Linked DNA regions of Mus musculus: region 1 is linked to region 2. The links are chromatin contacts, called in public promoter capture Hi-C maps. All regions are on one chromosome and are shown on one strand. The core of a region is the stretch at or near the end of the contact, and the rest is flanking DNA. Distances in the headings are between cores, read along the strand shown. Region 1 has its middle 16 kb from the start of Csf2ra. Region 2 holds the start of Sfxn4 (sideroflexin 4).

Region 1 (4,529 bases), core at 624-3,123, 380 kb before region 2:
CCTCATTTGTAATAGCCAGAAACTAAAAACAACCTAGATGTTCATCATGTGAAGAATGGATAACGAAAATGTGGTATATCTATATGACAGAATACTTTTCAGTTGTTTAAAACAAAGACATCTTTAATTTTGCAGACAGATGGATGGAACTTGAGAATATCATCCTGAATGAGATAATCCAGACCCAAAAGGACATGCATGGTTTGTATTCACTTAGAAGTGGATATTAGTAATAAAGTACAGGATACCCACACTACACTCCATTGTCCCAAAGAATCTAAACAAGAGGGAAGTCCCAAGAGAGAATGCTTGAATACACTTTAGAAAGGGAAATACAATAGTCATGGGAGGCAGATGGTGGGAGAAAACTGGGTGCAAGAGGGATGGGGTGGGAAATAGGGGGTTCATGATCAGATGTGGGAGAGATAGTACAGAGGAGCAGAGGGCCAGGAGAATGAATGAAAATCTTCAGCTTGTGGGGATAATGGAGTAAGGGGCATCTTAAATCTTGCCAGAGATCATGAAGGGGTGAGGCTCCCAGAAATAAATTGTGGTGAACTTCACTGTGACTTATAGCTTTGGGAATATGGAACTGCAGAGGCCACCTCCTATAGCTGGAAAGAAACCCCATTGGAGTGATAGGGACATCAACACACCCTCAAAACTTTGCACACAAAATTTACTTTGTCCACAAGAAATACATGCATGGGCAATGGACCAGAAACTGAGGGAATGGCCATCCAATAACCAGCCCAACTTGAGACCCATCTTATGGGCAAACACCAATTCCTGACACTATTTTTAAAAGATTTATTTATTGATTTATTGATTGCATATGAGCACACTGTAGATGTACAGATGGTTGTGAACCATCATGTGGTTGATGGGAATTGAACTCTGGCTCTGCTCACTCCAGCCCTGCTCGCTCCAGCCCAAAGATTTATTTATTGAATCTAATTACACTGTATCTGTCTTAATACACACCAAAAGAGGGTGCCAGATCTCATTATGGTTGGTTGTGAGCCATCATGTGGTTGCTGGGATTTGAACTCAGGATATTTGGAAGAGCAGTCAGTGCTCTTAACTGCTCAGTCATCTCTCCAGCCCAATCCCTGACACTACTAATGATGCTTCATTATACCTGCAGACAGGAGTCTAACATAACTGTACTTCAAGAGGCTCCATCTAGCAGCTGACAAAAACTGATGCAGAGACTCACAGCTAAACATTGGATGGAGCTTCAGGACTATTGTGGAAGAGTTGGGAGAAAAATTGAGGGCCTTGATAGAGATAGAAAGTCCACAGACAGACCAGCAGTGTCAACTAACTTGGACTCTTGGGGACTGTCAGAGATGGAACCATCAACCAAAGAGCACTCACAGACTAGACTTAGGCCTCCTGCACATATGTAGCAGATGTGCAACTTGGCATGTGCACTTCCCAACAACTGGAACAGAGATTATCTCTAACCCTTTTGCATGTCTGGGGACTACGCTTCCCGAACTGCATTGAGTTGATGTGCCAGGGTCAGGGGGCCGCCATCTTATCAATGGAGAAGTGGAGATAAGGGGGAGGACTGTGTGAGAGGGCTCAGGGGAGGGGAGAGCAAGTTGGGATGTAAAGTGAATTTAAAAAGTACTCCATTCACCAGAGTGTCAGATTCCCATGCCATCCTGAAACAAAGGACACTAATATCATCCTACTTCAAGGGATAGAGTGAGGAGATTATGGCCTGTTTGAGGTTGAACAGTATTAAGTGTTACCCTCCCATTTTAAATGGAGGCCAATGACATTCCTCCAGGGAGCATGAGTGCCTGGAACATTGAGATAGAATCTGCAGTGTCAGATGAGGAACTTTGTTCAGAATAGAAACGTTGAGAAAGAAGAAGTGGTGAGTTTTAGATGCAGACAGTTAAGTGGGAGGGGCTGACTCTTCTAGCAATGAGGAAGTAAGAAAATGAAATAGCAAGCAATGAATGAAACACATTGGGAGAGGCCTAAGCTTCCTTCAATGCAGCAAATATGTCTTGGGAACATTTCTCCAACCTCCTTCTCGGGGGACCTTCTGTCTTGTAATGGTCCTGTTCACTTTTTAGTCAATCCAGGAAAAGTATGGTTCTCTGTAGGTCTTATTTCCCCACTCTTACTTCTGACATTAACTTCTAAGACTTTTGTCCTAACGTGTTCCTATTGCTGTCCCCTGGCAGCTGTGCTCTCTGGAAAGTTGGCTCTTCGACCTCTTGAACTACATACAGGTTTCTCAGTGTACACCAGGTTTCCAGTTTTTGTGAGCTGTCAACTATTCTGAGTTTGAATGTGTTGAGGCAGCTCTCATTAGGTGTTTTTTGTTCCTGAAAACAACTGCTAATCCCCATTTCTCTAAATAATGCCACAAAACTCCATGCTTCACCTATTTGATTGTTGGTGTTATTCTTACTTTGCTCTGTCATCAGCTTCATGCCTAGCATGAATAGATGATTGTTCACAACTACCCATAAATGGTTCTATATAAAGGCTTGACTTACTATTTGTGTGCTGAACTCTGAATTTCCTTAGTGGCTGTGTATAAAGGATGGAAATTGAAAGCCACCCCTAAAGCAAGGATATCACATATAAACTAATATCACCTTCCTAAGTTACTAATGTAGCTCCCTGGGATCCAGATGCATTCTGACTGGAGTATGTTGGTACCAAACTCATTGACCACAGTGCAGTTTTCCCTTTCTGTACCTTTCAGCACCTCTAACATTCTGTGACACAGCAAACATCATCTTCACCAGTGAATAAGCATGTTGCTTGCGGCTAAACTTATCTCGTCCAAAATTAATAACTAAGTTAATCAGGTTTTATTTGTACTGACACAGAATCAAGTATTAAATTATAAAATCAGAAAGTGAACTGATAGATATAGAAGGGGGAAATACAGCTTGAGATTGATATTTTGTTGTTGTTGTTGTTAATTAGTTGATGTTGAAATGGAGATCATATCTTGGATTATCAGCATGGGCTACTATCTGCTATCCTTCCAGGGATGGATACAGCATGAGTTTCAAGCTGAAACAGATACTTAGATGGGAGAATATGTCTATTTGTAAAAGTGGGAGTTAGTCTATTTTAGTTTTACTGTGAACATCAGAGAATAAGCAGAGCTATCTAAGTACCCATCTGCAAATAGAGCACAGGGCATACAGACATACTAAAACTCTGTTGGGGCCCTGACACTACCACATCTACCATAGTGGAGGAAGTTTCCATGAAGTCATCCTTTATGACACTATGTCCAGGAAATGGACAGCATTAGACTCTTTTCTTTTCTTTCCTTTCCTTTAAATTTTATTTTTATTTGTAATTCATTTTTTACAGTCCAGATTCCATTCCTGCCCCCCCCCCCACCATCCACCCTCCAACTGCTCCACATCCCATACCTCCTCTCCACCCCACCCTGTCTCCACGTGGATGCCCCCACCCCACCAGACCTCTAAACTCCGTAGGGCCTCCATTCTCTTGAGGGTTAGATGCATCATCTCTGAATGAACACAGACCTGGAAGTCCTCTACTGTATGTGTGTTCGGGGCCTCATATCAGCTGGTGTATGCTGTCTGTTTCATGGCCCAATGTTTGAGAGATCTCAGGGGTCCAGGTTAATTAAGACTGCTGGTCCTCCTACAGGATCATCCTTCTCCTCAGCTTCTTTCAGCCTTCCCTAATTCAACAACAGGGGTCTGTCCGTTGGTTGGGTGCAAATATATGCATCTGACTCTCTCAGCTGCTTGTTGGGCCTTTCGGAGGGCAGTCATGATAGGTCCCTTTTTGTGAGCATTCCATAGCCTCAGTAATAGCGTCAGGCCTTGGGGCCTCCCCTTGAAACAGCAAACACTTAACACTATCTTTTTTTTTCTTTTCCATTTTTATTAGGTATTTAGCTCATTTACATTTCCAATGCTATACCAAAAGTCCCCCATAGCCACCCACCCCCACTCCCCTACCCACCCACTCCCCCTTTTTGGCCCTGGCGTTCCCCTGTACTGGGGCATATAAAGTTTGCGTGTCCAATGGGCCTCTCTTTCCAGTGATGGCCGACTAGGCCATCTTTTGATACATATGCAGCTAGAGTCAAGAGCTCCAGGGTACTGGTTAGTTCATAATGTTGTTCCACCTATAGGGTTGCAGATCCCTTTAGCTCCTTGGGTACTTTCTCTAGCTCCTCCATTGGGAGCCCTGTGATCCATCCATTAGCTGACTGTGAGCATCCACTTCTGTGTTTGCTAGGCCCCGGCATAGTCTCACAAGAGACAGCTACATCTGGGTCCTTTCGATAAAATCTTGCTAGTGTATGCAATGGTGTCAGCGTTTGGATGCTGATTATGGGGTGGATCCCTGGATATGGCAGTCTCAACGTTGGTCCATCCTTTCATCTCAGCTCCAAACTTTGTCTCTGTAACTCCTTCCAAGGGTGTTTTATTCCCACTTCTAAGGAGGGGCATAGTGTCCACACTTCAGTCTTCATTTTTCTTGAGTTTCATGTGTTT
Region 2 (4,383 bases), core at 563-3,062:
AGCTCATGCATGTATGTATCCAGGAAGATCAAACCCAGTCTGGGCTACAGTATGAGATGAGACCTTGCCTCAACTACCTTCTATATTCCCTCAAAAAGAAAAAAGAGTGACAGTAACTTACCCTTAAGATCATTCTGGTTCTTTTGACTGTAGGACTTCCAAAGTGGTAAAGCACAGAGAGCCAGATGGACTGGATCTGTGACTCACTGAAGGGTAGAGCCAATCAGACAGTGCAGTGTGCTAAAGACCATAATGATACCACAAGTGCATATCTTGGCATAATGGGAATACTGAGGAGGGGCCCTTTTACCTATCTGTGGAGAGAACTGTTGAAGGCTATAGCAAAGTGAGTCAGGTCAACTAAGTGACTGAAGAGAAGAGCCAGATAAACTGGCAGATCTGAATTCCTGGGCGAGAAAGGCAAGGACTGATAACCTCTAGGTGGTGGTCATGGCTACTACTGGCCACCTCCAATGGGTTCAGCCTGGCTCAGTCATTTCCTTCAATCTTCAGCAAGCCCCTAAGATTAGTACAATTACTAGCCCTTTTTCTAGATGGAGATACTGACATGACCAGAATCATTTAACTATAAGTGTTGTGCAGGGGCTCCAGTTCTGCACTCTGGAGTCCTGCTGAACACCACACATACTCTAGGCACACATTCAAGTCCCATCTATCCTGACACTGAGAGAAGGTAGGAAAGCCCTATTTGACTCTAGTTGATTTGGCTTTTAACCAAAGTGGATTTGACCCGTTGATGCAAAAACAAAAACAACAACAAAAAAACAAAAAACCAAAAACCAAAAAACAAAAAACCTCTCTTATCTTAAAAAAAATAAGATAATAAGAGTTTATTCTGGAGCTATTTTAAGTCATCAGAGCCTGGGAACACAGGTTTAGGTTACTCCAAATCTTACATTCCCGTGTGAAAGCCATTTCACAAAGTTTGTTATAGTTTTACAGTACGGAGAAAGTCACAAATCAAGGAAAGCTTTAAAATACATTGGTGGGTACATCAGAGAGGCAGAGGTACATCATTATGCAGGAAGCTTTCACATAAGGTCAAGATGCTATTTGATGCCATCCTTAACTTTTGATTTGGTAGAAGCTAGTTGTCTGCCAAATCATCAATAAATTCTAAAAGGTTTTATCTGTTGTCATGAGAAGTTAGTTCTGACACAGAGGTGGACAAGGAATGGCTGCTCTGGAGGGCCAGAACTTAGTCAAGGTAATTCGCCTCTAGGCCATAACTTTCTAGTCTCTCCACAGTACTGAAATTTTTGTCAACAAAATCAGTTTCTGAACTCCTTTCAGTTTTCATCACAGACCCAATGCTAGAAAGAAACCGGTTAAAACCTAACCGGTCTGGCTGAGAGTTTGGTACACTCTACTCAGATCCAACTTTTCCACACTTGCTTCAATAATATACACTTTTGGAAATCTCAATACTTTTTAATAAATGGCATGATAATTTTATTTTTCACTGCACCATGAAAATTATGTAACTGGCTCTGGCTTGACCCAACTCGTGTACATTTGACTTTGTATACAACAGTTTTCAGGGGTAATGTGCGCCTGATAAGCGCAGGCGTGACGGTAGAAAATCTCTTGCATCAGTTACACTGTCTTCTTTCTTACAGGGTCTCCGCCCCAAGTGGAGACTGGAAGTGGGAGTGAACGCCTCTGTACCCGGACCCTTCGGATTCTTCTAACTTGAGGAAAGGAAGTAGAAGAACTTGGCCTATAGCAGGGGAGCGTTCGGGTTCTGGGGCGGGACACGCTGATAGGCTCCACCCCTTGCGCTGCAAAGCAAACGGGGCCTGCATCACACTCGGGTTTGTTCAGAGAAGAGGAGGAGGCGCTTGCTGGCGTTGCCAAGGGCGTAGTGGCGCCGCTGTCCAAATGGAACCCAACCTGCAGTTCTGGATTTCCGAACGCCAAGTACTCCGGGGCTGGGTGTTGGGGGCGGGAGGCTGGCCTGACCAGCAAGACCTTGACAGGCTGCCCTGCGTCATCATGACTTTCCTCTCAGAGATCCTGTAGTGCGGAGGGAAAAACAACCCCTTCAGTGGTCTCCGCTCTTGCATCTCTTACTTAGGTCCTAGGCTGGGTTGTAGAAGGCCACAAAGTCACTCTCATCCGATGTAGGGCCTCACTAAGGAGTTCCAGTCCTCAGTGGGACTGCCCTTGCCCGGGTTCCTAGGTTTGCTTAAATCAGCCATTTGGATTAAGACCACACATACACCCTGCTTTAAGCAGGTTAGAGACTGGGAAGTCACTGTTGGGTAGTGCTTCTAGTAATCATATTAAAAAGTTTTAAAAGAAGCAACTATCAATCTTTTTTGTTGTTTTTGTTTTGTTTTTTTCGAGACAGGGTTTCTCTGTATAGCCATGGCTGTCCTGGAACTCACTCTGTAGACCAGGCTGGCCTCTGCCTCACAAGTGCTGGGATTAAAGGTGTGCAACACCACTGCCCGGCACAACTATCAATCTTAATAACATAATTAGTCCAAGCAATGCCAAATAACATTTCAACATGTAATAAAAAATAGATTCTACGATTCTACCTTTTTTTTTTTTTGGTACAAAGACTTCGAAGTCCAGTGTGTAACCTGTGCAGGCAGTCTGGCCCAATTTCACTTCTTGCATATCCTCATGGAGCCTCAAGGCTCTAAATACTGTTAGAGGCCTTGACCTTAAACTAAGCTTAGCCCACCCCTGTTCATGGAAATCCAGAACTTAAGGCTGGAGCTGTTTCGAAAATGGACAGCTTGTTGGAGCAAAACACACCTCTTTCACATGTGAGCTGATCTGTAACCCTAGCAAAGCCCTTGTTGGGCTGCCTGCCTTACTGCTATAGTTAAGCCTTATAGTAGCAGAGAAAGCCAGACAACAGTCAGGTGTTTCTAGGTCATTACCTTGAGGTCATATGGGGATATAAAGAGAAAATATGAATCCCAAATTCTAGCTTTTAATTCTGAAATGAAACTCTATCCCAAGTGGTTAGAGGAGATACATTTTGTAAAAGTCAGATTACTTACAGTTCTTTAGTAAGTATGCCCCCACCAAAGTGAACTGTGACTACCTTGTTAAGCCTTATTTCTTTTAACTTCTCTCTGGTGTGTCTCTTTCTCACCATCTTTAGGCCTTTTTTCGAAGATTTTGTCAGTGGATGGATTTATTAGATCCTGTAAACATGTTTATTTCAATTGTAAGTATGGTTTTGTTTTAAGAAGTAATGAATTTCGTGCTTTATTTTGAAATTTGAAATAATAGCCCAGTCCATGTGTGTGTGTGTGTGTGTGTGTGTGTGTGTGTGTGCGCGCGCGTGTGTAGAATATTATATTTTGTATTTTTTGAGTGAGGTTTTTGGGTTGGAAGAATGATAAGTCAAACATAAGTCTGTTGAGCAGAGGATACCATACCTGGGCTGGATGCTGCTGATTCCAAGTTAACCCAGACCAGTCTTCCAGCCAGGAGTCAGTTGCTTGCCATAGAAGCTGAGGGAGGATTGTGAATTCGAGCCATTTGGGCTACGTAATAAGTTGTTTCAAACAAAATCCATCCAACAAGACTATGACAGAGCTAGTCCCTTTCTTAACCAAGGTTAAGAGTTAGGAGACGTGGGGGGGAGGGTATGGGGGACTTTTGGGATAGCATTGGAAATATAAATGAGGAAAATACCTAATTAAAAAAAAAAAAGAGTTAGGAGACTCTCTGGATGGAGTGTCTAGAAGAAAAGGAGTCAGGAAAAGGAGATGTAAGTAGAGGCCGAGGCTCAGGGGTGGACCCTCCCTCAGTTTCTAGTCTAGGGGGTCTAGGCATATTTGCAGGGTCTCATAAGCTGGTGCTGTTCCTACAGAGCCAAGTGATGAGGTTTGTGTGCCAAGTGGTCTGTTGTTATTTCTGGGTAAGGTGTTTTATTGTATAATTACTCTTTGTGTTTTATTTATTTTCCTAAAAATTAAAATAAAAAAAAAGAGGTAAGGAACAACACTGAACCAGCTAGCTATGGAAGTGGGTGAGAGGTTAGGGATTGCCAGGGCTCTGGTTAGGAAGGCAGTTGACATCCAGAAACCAGAGAGATGGAGGCTTTAGTGGGGGCTGCTGGAGCTGTCTAGGAAACCAGAAGGTCTAATTCTGAACAACACACAGAATTATTATTATATTAAAACCTAGGGACACATCTTGAAATCAAGTGTGGAACTGAAGTGCTGTGTGCTGATGGTTGTGGTTTTTTTTTTTTTTTTAGATTTATTTATTTATTATATGTAAGTACACTGTAGCTGTCTTCAGACATTCCAGAAGAGGGCATCAGATTTCGTTACTGATGGTTGTGAGCCACCATGTGGTTGCTGGGATTTGAACTCAGGACCTTTGGAA

The links. Promoter capture Hi-C pulls out the DNA fragments that hold promoters and counts their contacts.
Region 1: a contact with region 2 is called in a promoter capture Hi-C map of pre-B cells. The contact joins the enhancer-like site here to the promoter of Sfxn4 in region 2. A contact is called at or near these places in 14 of 39 promoter capture datasets (the 3T3-L1 cell line, the C10 cell line, the HPC-7 cell line and 8 more), 15 of 484 Hi-C or Micro-C datasets (B cells, the Ba/F3 cell line, CD4 T cells and 9 more), 10 of 115 datasets of contacts at active chromatin or transcription factors (acute myeloid leukemia, astrocytes, bone marrow-derived macrophages and 4 more) and 4 of 9 other capture datasets (adipose tissue, liver, macrophages and 1 more).

What each region holds. Positions count from the first base shown.
Region 1 is chr19:61,242,270-61,246,798 of GRCm38.p6, reverse strand. No RefSeq gene overlaps it. Among named protein-coding and RNA genes, the nearest start is that of Csf2ra, 16 kb to the right of the region's middle. Within about 2 kb of position 1,873, at least 87 of the 459 cell types and tissues checked have an H3K27ac peak or open chromatin away from gene starts, as enhancers often do. A contact at or near this core is called in B cells, the Ba/F3 cell line, the HPC-7 cell line and 9 more, where this site is marked.
Region 2 is chr19:60,858,857-60,863,239 of GRCm38.p6, reverse strand. Sfxn4 (sideroflexin 4) reads left to right here and starts at 1,812. Exons shown (of 14, transcript NM_053198.4): 1 at 1,812-1,941; 2 at 3,146-3,211. The coding sequence starts at 1,903.